Linked DNA regions of Sus scrofa: region 2 is linked to region 1. Evidence: chromatin contacts called from public HiChIP or PLAC-seq data. All regions are on one chromosome and are shown on one strand. Each heading gives the region's core, a stretch centred on a gene start, on an enhancer-like site or on the middle of the called end of the contact. The rest is flanking DNA. Distances are from core to core; before and after follow the strand shown.

The links. HiChIP or PLAC-seq counts read pairs in DNA pulled down with a chosen protein or histone mark.
Region 2: a contact with region 1 is called in an H3K27ac HiChIP or PLAC-seq map of alveolar macrophages. The contact joins the promoter of C15H4orf47 here to the promoter of CFAP97 in region 1. A contact is called at or near these places in 1 of 5 promoter capture datasets (liver) and 2 of 2 datasets of contacts at active chromatin or transcription factors (alveolar macrophages and skeletal muscle).

What each region holds. Positions count from the first base shown.
Region 1 is chr15:46,255,058-46,260,563 of Sscrofa11.1, reverse strand. It overlaps CFAP97 (cilia- and flagella-associated protein 97), which reads left to right and starts at 3,086. Exons shown (of 7, transcript XM_021075563.1): 1 at 3,086-3,192. The coding sequence starts at 3,176.
Region 2 is chr15:46,467,666-46,473,171 of Sscrofa11.1, reverse strand. C15H4orf47 (chromosome 15 open reading frame, human C4orf47) reads right to left here and starts at 2,283. Exons shown (of 8, transcript NM_001190210.1): 1 at 2,148-2,283; 2 at 1-117. The coding sequence starts at 40. UFSP2 (ufm1-specific protease 2) reads left to right here and starts at 2,556. Exons shown (of 11, transcript XR_002339221.1): 1 at 2,556-2,642.

The DNA.
Region 1 (5,506 bases), core at 1,837-4,336:
CCGAAATCACATAGCTTGTTGGTTATAGGATCTAAATTGTAGGATTCTCCTTCATTATACTATTCTTCAAATACAATAGTTAGAAGTGAAGTCAAAGGACAAAGCTAAACTGCTTTCTACATTATACGAAAATGTTCTTACAAAACCAATACAATAATGATGGCATTCACTGGGCTTTCAAAATTAAAGTTTGAGATATAATAATCTCTTATTGTTTTCCTTATGGTAAAATATACACAAAATTTACTGCTTTAACCATTTTTAAGTATATGGTTCAGCTGCATTAAGTACTGCTTTCACACTGCTGTACAACCATCACCACTATACATATCCAGAATATTTTTATCATCCCATACTTAAAATCTGTACCCATTAAACAATAACTTTCCCCATTCCCTTCTCCCTCTTGGAATTACTATTCTAATTTCTGTTGCTACAACTTTCCTATTTTAGGTACCTCATCTAAGTAGAATATTTGTCCTTTTGTGTCTAGCTTCTTTCACCTAGCATAATGTCTTCAAGGGCATCCATGTTGCAGAGTGTACCAGAATTTTGTTTCTTTTATGGCTGAATAATGTTCCATTATATGTATATTCGACATTTTGTTTATCCACTCATCTGTGGACATTTGGGTTGTTTCCATCTTTGGGCTCTTGTGAGTAATGCTGCTATGAATAGGGGTGTATACATATCTATTTGAGATTCTGCTCTCAATTCTTCTGGGTATGCACTCAGATATGAAATTGCTGGGTCATATGGTAATTCCACATTCAATTTTTTGAGGAACTGCCACAGTTTTCCACAGGAGCCACACCATTTTACATTCCCACAAACAATGCACAAGGGTTCACAATTTTCTGTATCTTTGCCAATCTTTGTTATTTTCTTTTAATTTTTAAAATAGCACCCAAATGCATGTGAAGTGATATCTCATGGTTGTAATTTGCATTTCCCTACAATGAGTGAGGCCGAACAGCTTTTCACATGCTTACCAACATCTTCTTTGGAGAAACAGCTATTTAACTCCTTTGTATAATAAACTTTTGACCACAGAGTAGACAACCATCCCTGGAAAATGGTACCAGCACTGTTTTATCAAGCAAAACTGAGTAAAATCCTTTTAGCCTACTAAAAGAACAGAAAGATGATTCTCTGTACTTGATAGTCAGGACCAACAAGTTCAAAATGCATTATGAAGACAGAAAGGAAATGGAGTTCCTGTCTTGGCGCATGGGGTTGGAATCCGACTAGGAACCATCAGGTTGCAGGTTCAATCCCTGGCCTCACTCAGTGGGTCAAGGATCCGGCATTGCCGTGAGCTGTGGTGTAGGTAGCAGATGTGGCTCGGATCCCGAGTTGCTGTGGCTCTGGTGTAGGCCAGTCACTACAGCTCCGATTAGACCCCTAGCCTGGGAACATCCATATGCCACAGGAGCGGCCCTAGAAAAGGCAAAAAGACAAGAAAGAAAAGAAAAGAAAAGTCAACTCCTTAGTGAGACTCCTTGGGAAAGTTCCTAACTTTCTTTACACTTTCATGTAAAAAAGATTAAGTACCTATTGGATTCATTTATTGCTGCTATAACAAATTACTGCAAATTAAATGGTTTAAAACAACACAAATTTATACTCTTACCATCCTAGGGGTCCAAAGTGCACAAAAAAGGTACGAACTGGGCTGCATTTCTTCCGGGAGCTTCAGGGAGAATTCCTTTCTTTCTCTTCCTCAGCTTCCAGAGGTGCCTTGCACTCCTTGGATCACTGCCTCTTACATCACTCTGACATCTTGCTGCCTTTTATTTTTTTATTTTTATGTTTAGGGCTGCACCCACACATATGGAAGTTCCTAGGCTAAGGGCTGAATCAGAGATACAGGCTGGCACCCTACATCACAGCCACAGCAGCAGGGATCCAAGCCCATCTGGGACTTACACTGCAGTCCACAGGCAACTCCTGATCCTTAACCCACTGATGGAGGCCAGGGATTGAATGCGCATCCTCATGGATATTAGCCACAGTGAGAACTTCCATTTTTTAACTAAAAAATGTTCGCAGTTTATTGAGGTATAATTAACACATAATATTGTATAAGTTTAAAGTGTACAACAAAATGATTTAGGTACATATTACAAAATGATCACAACTCTAGTTACCATTGGTTAACAACCTCACACACATACACTTTTTTTTTTTTTCTTAGGCAGAAAATTTTTAAGATCTATTCTTTCAGGAAACTTCAAATATACAACACAATATTAACTAAAGTCACCATGCTATACATTACAACCTCTTGCTTATGTGACCCTGTCTCTTATTACTGACTTCAAAGTTCTTGTAAGTACCCTTGGGATTACATTGAGTTCACCTGAAATAACCTAGGTTGACTTTCCCATCTCAAGATCCTTAATCACAGAGCAAAGTCCCTTCTGCCACGTGAAGCAGCATAGTCACAGGTTCTGGGGATTAGAAGGTGGACAACTGTGAGGGGTTATTGTTCTACCACCCCTACTATGTGCCTGTGAGTTCAAAAACGAAAAATTGCAGCATTTAAATATATTGGACAGAAATCATTTTTCTCTTAGACGGTTTTAACTACAAATTTCATTTACCAGTAATTAGAGTACTTCCTAACACATTACCAGCCAATCGCCCGTTGAACTAACTAGTTGTTTGACCTGAACACTGCTGATACAATCACATAGTCGCCTACATATTTATTATTGCTGTTGTTGTTTGGGTACGAAATTACAGGAGAGAGCAGCTTTCCTTACTAAACCAGCAACCTTAACCTCCAGGCCCACCCGCACTGCCACTGACAGCGGAGGGGGCAGCAGGGAACACCTTGACCGTGCACCGGTCGGCTGAGGGTCTGGGGGTTTCTGTCTTCCTGCGTCCCTTCCAATTCGAGAGGAGAGTCGCCGGCCCGGCCTCGAGCTCCCCGCCTCCCAGGGCTGTGGGGGCCCACCGCGCTCTGCGACGCCCGCCACGAGGAGCCGCTCCACGCCAAGCGTCTGGGACAGCCCGGTTCCCGCAGGACTCGCCCTGCCCGCTGCGACTTCTTTCCCTTTCCGCTCCGTCCGCCTCCGGAAGCTCCGGCCGCCTCGGCGCGAGGAGGAGGCTGCGGGAGCGCGTGCGCGTGCGCGAAGCCGGAACGCCGCGGCGGCGCGGGGCGGCTGCCATGGCCGCGGCGTCCAGGTGAGCGCGTGCGAGGGACCCCTTCCTCCCGCCGCGGCGTGCCAGCCCCGGTTCGGGATCCGTTTTCTTTTCCGGAGCCCAGGCTGCGGCTAGCAAGCGGGGTCGGTATGCGGAAGCTGGTGTGGGACGTTGGGAAGGTGGGCCGGCCAGGGCCCCCCACCCCTCCGGCCCGGGCAGCCCCTTGGGCTGCGGGTGTAACCGCAACAGAGGCATCTGGGCTGCGGAGCCGTGGGCCCAGACCCCCAGCCGCCGGGATGGGAGGGCTCGGTTTACCATCGGGGCGCATTCGAGGGTGGTGTGGGGGTCGGCTCGGCCCTGAATTAAGATGTGGTCGCCACCAGGATGCCGGTTCCGATCACCGCCGCGCACCTCCGCGGGCTTAACCCGGAACCCTGAGGCGGGAGGGGATGTCAGTTATCAGCTACCTCGCGGGGTCAGGAGGGGGTTCTGAAAGGAATCTGAGCTCTTGGAAAACAGTTTACTTTGGGCGGAGATTTTCGTGTACCCAGTTGGTTCCCTTCTTTGGATCAAATCATACATCTCACTACAGAAATGTAATGTCACGGTATCAAAATGACAGTTTTAAAAAATGCCAGATTCTTATGTGCGTTTTCCTAATGTAACATGAAACCGTTAATATTTCTCCTGGAGGCTCTGCAGAGCTGAACAAACGGTGAGCATCCAAGTGACTCCCGGTAGCTTTGGCAAATACTTGTCTTCCTTGAGCACCAGCAGGGTTACTGTGGTGAGGTGAACTGTCATTTAATTTTTACCCTTTCCCAGTATGTTGTAAAGAGAAACGTTACTGTCTTATTAAATCTATATTTTTTTTATTCTCTAATGCAAATTAAATCTCATTAATTTTTAAATGAATGTTACCAAAAGGATTGGTTAGTGGATGGGATAGGTGGATAATTTTTCCGTAAATTAACTCGCCTGAATGTGTAAGTCCTTAAAAGTAGCCCATCTGTTGGATGTTATTAACCTAAATTTAAACCGGAAAAGTCTCCCAGGCACTGGACTATGCATCCCCTATCTTGAACTGCGATCACATAGATGCTTACAACTACTGGGGACTACAGGAACCATGTAAATGCACATGAGGAGATAAGTGATGGGGGGAGGGGAGAAAACTATGGGAAACTCAAGGAAACTAGCTCAAGTGAAAGAGGTGCTTACTCAGCCTGCCAGCAAAGAGCAAAACTGGGGCTCAATCTTAAGACTCCTGACTCCAAACCCCTTCATCAGATAAACATTCCTGGAACGTAGTGTTTCTCAGGTCCTACTTTAGGCACCAGGACATAAAGATGAACATGATAACAGTCTGGGAAGAAGACAGACAAGGCAGGAAACAGCTGTGAAAAAAAAGGGATTTCAAAGAAGTATCTGTAATCATTTGGCTTATGGATGGACTGATACAGACCTAGTTCATGCTGGGTTGGGCAAGGCCATATCCTTCAAATGCATACATCCCCCCTGCAGCACCCCAGCAAATGGATATCCAGTCTTTGCTTCAGTGTTATTTAGCTTAATCTTAGATGGCAACCCATTCCTTTTTTTGGGGGGGGGTGTCTTTTTTTGCCATTTCTTGGGCCGTTCCTGCGGCATATGGAGGCTCCCAGGCTAGGGGTTGAATTGGAGCTGTGGCTACCTGGCCTAGGTTAGAGCCACAGCAATGTGGGATCTGAGCCTCGTCTGCGACCTACACCACAGCTCATGGCAACGCTGAATCCTCAATCCACTGAGCAAGGCCAGGGATCAAACCCGCAACCTCATGGTTCCTAGTCGGATTCGTTAACCACTGAGCCACGACGGGAACTCTGAACCCATTCCATTTTTGAGCAATTCTAATGTTAGAACAGCTTTCTTACATCTGTTGATACAAGTTCCACCTCTGGAACTACAAGTAACAACTCTAAAGCCTTTTTTTCATATCAGAGTCTTTCAAATATCTGAACCTACCCTTTCCCTTTATTCCTATGAGCCCTTGGTCTCTAATATTATAACTTAAATTCTAGACTCTTCACTGTAGCACCCAGAAGTAAGTGTTTTATTAAAAAAGTTGCTTGACCACACAGAATATAATGCAAGTTATCTTAAACTATATGTTGCTACCCCAGTGTGACTTAAAAACATACTAGTCTTTTGGTTTCCATGTCATGCTTTTGCTACATGGAGAGCCCCAGTTTTTTCAACTGAACCTTCTTTTAAAACTCAGTTGGCCTTTCCTCCTCTCCTTCCCCCCATTCTTTACTATTATTGTGTTTGGCTGTTTCAGAGTATCCCTCTCTGCTAGGTTTTTGGCTTATAAATT
Region 2 (5,506 bases), core at 1,034-3,533, 210 kb before region 1:
CAATTCTCTCCATATCAGTTTTCCCTCCTTCCCCAGGCATGGTTACTTCTTGAGGTGGTATGCTCTGTAACTTCAGTGGGTTCTTAGTGTCACTTCTTTTATAACAAAACTCCTACTCTACATTGAAAAATACAGGGAAAATTTTTAGGGGAAAGGTGATTACTAAATTTTACTCCAAATTACTTTCAGCCTGAGTGTTAACATGCACATAGTTATATCATAAAACAAGAGTCCCAAACTCTGTGGGGAAAGAATCTACTTTGTGGGCCTGAGCAGGAATAATAGGGATTCAAAGTTATCACCATGAACCCTCCCTTTGACTCTCCAGGTAAAGCAGCCATAAGTTATAAAGAAATGTGTATCTGTTGCATTGCCATTCATCTGTCCAAAATAATAAAATTATTACTGTACAATGTGGGATAAATACTGCGTAAATAAATCCTTCTTTTGAGAAGTTCAAAGTAGATTGAAAGAACTTGATTACATAAGGCAGATATATTGAGTTTAGATAAAATTATGTCAACATACTACATTGTCCCTCATATTAAATACTAGAATTTCCTTTTTCAGAATGAACAAGACACCTAGGTATTACCCTATTGTTTTTGAGGTTTTTTTATGAAATATCACACTAAATATATAATTATTTATTTGGATATACTGCTTTTAAATTAGACACGTTCTAAAAAGTATGACCAAAGAGCTAAGAACAATTGCCTCTATTTCACTGTAATATTTTTTAACACCAATTAGTTATACGCACTGGATGTACGTTATAATCCAAGCTAAGAAATTTTGTCTTAAATTTTGAAGATGTTTCAATGCCACTAAACAAGGTTGCCTATTTGGAACTGTGGCCCATCTCCTTCTCTCCCTGCATCCTACCTCTTCCTCTGAGCAGGTATGCTTTAAAACTAGAAGTCAGGAGATCCCATCGTGGCTCAGTGGCTAATGAACCTAGCTAGTAACCATGAGGTTGCGGGTTTGATCCCTGGCCTCCCTCAGTGGGTTAAGGACCTTGCCTGAGCTGTGGTGTAGGTCTCAAATGCGGCTAGAATCCCACATTGCTTGGCTCTGGCATAGGCTGGCGGCTACAGTTCTGACTAGACCCCTGACCTGGGAACCTCCATAGGCTGCGGATGCGGCCCTAGAAAAAGGCAAAAAAAAAACAACAAACCTAAAAGTCAGTCAGAGTGTATTAATTCGATTTGCATCGATTTCAAAGCTCCATCTTCACCGACCATCCACAAAGGCTTCCTGTGATGCTACAGGGGCTTAAATCCTTAAAGGCTCAAATCCTGAAATGGTTCTATCAAGGCCACTATCGCCCTCATCTGTCATCATGGGAACCGCCCCCCTCCATGGCATCTGGGTTCCAATTGTCCTTTTTCAGTTCTCAAGTCAGGCTCTCTCCAGCCACAGGACCCTAGCATATGCTGTTTCACTTTAGCCAGGTACCACTATGCAGACCGCTTTCATTCCTCCAATTAATACTGATCCTTCTAATTGTTTAGTTCATTCCTCACTTCTTTAAATCCCTCTGTCATAGCGGCACGTTCTTCTCTTTACTACTCTTTCCAACCCCTCACCATGGTTAACTAATGGATTATGTTACACTGTAGGGATCCTTTAACCAACAACTCTTTCCCGCTGAACTGTGGTTTCCAAGAAGGAGGTTCTTCCTTACCAGAATGAAAAAAAATAAAGAAAGGAAACAGGGTGGCGGGGGTGACGGGGAGGGATAGAAAAGGAGTCCCTGTCTTGCATTTTCTGCACTGCTTAACTCTTCTTGAGCAACATTTACAAATCCATTCATTCAATGATTTCACAGTTTGCAAGCCACTCTGACTAGGGCTGTGGTACAAGCTAGGAAAACAGATTTTAAATAAATGCACAGATCCTGACCCTAGGGAGCAGTAGACAAGACTTAACTAAGTATAACAGGGTGGAACAGCAAGTTCCCATCGAAAGTTACGGATAAAGTGCCTTGGGGCGGGGGGTGAGGTGGGACAGAGGAACAGTAAACTTCTGGCTGAGGTGATGAACAAAATGACGTCCCACTAGGAAAACGGAGGCTCAGAGTAGGTAGGTATCTAAAGGACAACACCTGGGGGCCCCAAGGACCAAGTCACCTCTAAGAAGGGTACCCAATCCGAGAAGCGAGATCAGACGTCCCAGCTCCAGCCCGGGTCAAGTCAACTGCGGAAGCGACCAGAGCCACGAGCAACCTCAGGAAGAGCCCTTCCCGCGCCGGCCCTTGCTACTCAGCAACCCAGCAAGTTTTGCGAGGAGGTTTATTTTGGGACGTTGCCTCGGTTACGGGAGAATCCATTCCAAGAACGCTACCGGAGGATGTGTAAAGGTTAGAATCCCCATTGGAGAACCTCACAGAAAGACGTGAGAGTGTCTGTAGGATACGAATGACGCAGTCAACACAACTGTCCGAAAGTGAGTCTTCTCTTTCCCGCCTCTTTATCCATCCGCGAGATGTGGTGGAGTGGTACGTCCATGACGTATGCTGCAGGGAATGTTGGGAGTTGTAGTCGGCCTTTCTCAAAGCCCAGACGTCGATGACGCCACTTCCGGCCCAGCGTTCTGCGCGGTAGGCGGGCGTCCTCTGTGTTGGCCACGTAGCAGTTATGGTGAGTACCCCTTCTCGTCACCGAGTACTGCCTTTCCTCTCAGGCTTCACTAGTACCGCTCCACAGCCCTTGAAAGAACTGGTCCCGCCGGCGTCTTGGTGGCAGCTGCGACTCAGTGGCCTGGGCTATCTCGTCCATGGGCTGTCTAGTTAGGGCCGGAGGGAAACTGGCCCTGGCCCCCAGCGCAGCCACTTTTGACTACGCGCTCCACCTTTTACTTGTGAATGCAGTTTGCGAACCAGGCGTTTTTGTTTATTAGGGGTTTTTGAGGGTTTTGAAAAAGGATTGGACCTGGGGAAGATGTAACTTTCCAAATGGTCTATTCCCTTAGCTGCTGTGATGTCACACACTCTTGGTTTTCCCTCCTGATGGCTCAGCCAGCTCCTTTAATCATGTGGTGTTAAGTACTTTACGCCCTATAATTTCTACAAAAACAAAAAAACCTTTTTTTGGCCACACCCTGGGCATAGGGAAATTCCCACGCCAGGGATCAAATCCGAGCCACAGCTGAGACCTGTGCCACAGCTGTGCAGCTATGGCCGCACAAGATCCTTAACCCACCGCACCACAGTAGGAACTCCTCTCCAAAATTATATCTTCAGTTTAGATGTTTATTCTGAGCTTCAGACCTGCACACTACTAAATGTATCCCCACTTGAGTAGCTCATATGTATTTCAAACTCAGCAAGTTGAAAGCTGACCATTCCCACCTCCCCTCATTCCACACCTGCTTTTTCTCTAGTGATTCCCATCTCAGTTCATTGTGCTGCCCTTCCACTACTTGGTTGTTCAAGCCAAAAACCTGGAAATCATCCGTGACATCTCTCTCTTCTCAACTCCTGAACATCTGTTCAGTAATCACATCGTAAGGAACCGGCCTCAGTTGTCACTCCTTTACTCTAACACTATCAGATCCAACCATCCACTTTGGCCTCTTAAGTGGGGTTTTTTTGTTTTAGTTTGTTTTGTCTTGTTTTTAACACAACTGCACCTGTGGCACATGAAAGTTCCCAGGCTAGGGGTCAGTCGAATCAGTTCAGAGCTGCAGCTGCCAGCTCAGCAACTCAGGATCTGAGACACATCTGTGACCTACGCTGCAACTTGAGACAGTGTTGGATCCTTAACCCACCGAGGGAGGGCAGGGATTGAACCCACATCCTCCTGGATACTAAGTGGGTCTATAATCTGCTGAGCCACAGCAGGAACTCCCTTAAATGGTCTTTTAAGAAAGCCTTGGCCAATCTGAGCACCTGCCTGGGCTGGGCTCTTCCACCTCCACCCCCATCTTTCCTTTGGAATTATTCATACTGTTACCTATTGACTGCTTAGATCTCAACTTAATATTATTTCCTCAGAATATCTTAATTCAGAAATGTAAGGAGATTCTAGTGTATTCATGTAAGATCTCTTATGGAACCTTCACAACAGCTCTGTGAAGTTGTGTATTTTTCCAGTTTTACAAAGGAGAAGACAGACTTGAATGGTTAGTTATAAGGTCATACAGTAATTAACAACTAAATTTTTCTCTTGCCTGTCTTTTTAACTTTTATCTCCAGTATCTTTCAGTGACATTAACTATTTTTATTCAAATAGGTGCATCATGTTTAACCAATTTCTTTCTTTAACACATTTCTTACTGATAGCTATTTAGGTAGTTTCCTTTCCTTTTTTTTTTTTTCTAGGTGCATCATGTTTAACCAATTTCTTTCTTTAACACATTTCTTACTGATAGCTATTTAGGTAGTTTCCTTTTTTTTTTTCTTAGTGCTCATGTTTTTTTTTTTAACATTTTTACTGATAGCTATTTAGGTAGTTTCCTTTTTTTTTTTTGTCTCACCTGCGACATATGGAGGTTCCCAGGCTAGGGACTGAATCGGAGCTGTTGCCACCGCCCTATACCACAGCCACAGTAACACGGGATCTGAGCTGCTTCTGTGACCTACACCACAGCTCACTGCAACGCTGGATCCTTAACCCACTGAGCGAGGCCAGGGATTGAATCTGCGTCCTCATGGATCCTAGTCGAGATCCTTAACCACTGAGCCACGGTGGGAACTCCTAGGATAAATTCTAAGAAGTAGAATTAGGACAAAGAGCATGACCTTTCAACAGGTTACAATTTATGAAAAATAAAAGCAGTCACCCTTAAAAAAATGTGACCAGGGATTTGTAAGTGAAAGAAATAGTAACAGTACCTACTTAATAATGTTCCGAGAATCAGAGTACCTCTGTGTCCACTCATTTAACATAGGGCCTTTTACTTTTTTAAAAAAACAAAAATTAAATGAAAGTTTAATAACACATGTACATGGGAGAGACCCAGGAAAACTGAGTAACTCCATCTTTTACTTTTTAAGAGCTCAGTAAATGTTAGTACTTACTCGTTTATTTCAAAATAGGGTTCTTACTGTGTAGTGTGGTTCTTCAGCCTGTTCAGGAAGTACTTTGAGAATCTGATGAAATCTTTGAAACTGTTTCCCAGAGGTGCTCACCCCTCTCTCCCAACAAAATGATGTATGTCTTTTGCCATGGGTTATCAACTACCCAAAATGTGCATATAGAACCCAAATTAAGAACTACTGATAACTGAGTTCCCTTGTGGCTCAGCAGGTTAAGGATCCTGCAGTGGGCGAGATTGTTGCCTTGGCGTGAGTTCAGTCCCTGGCCTGGGAACTTCCACATGCCAAGAGTGTGCCCCCCCCATTTTTTTTTTAATTTAAAAAGAAAAAAAAGAACTACTGATAACCATTTTACAAGTGCTTTTTTCCCCTTAGTTGCAAGAAATTGCAGGCATTTTCCTATGCCATTAAATATTCTTATAAAGCATGATTTTTCATTGCTTTATAATATTCATAATTATTTAA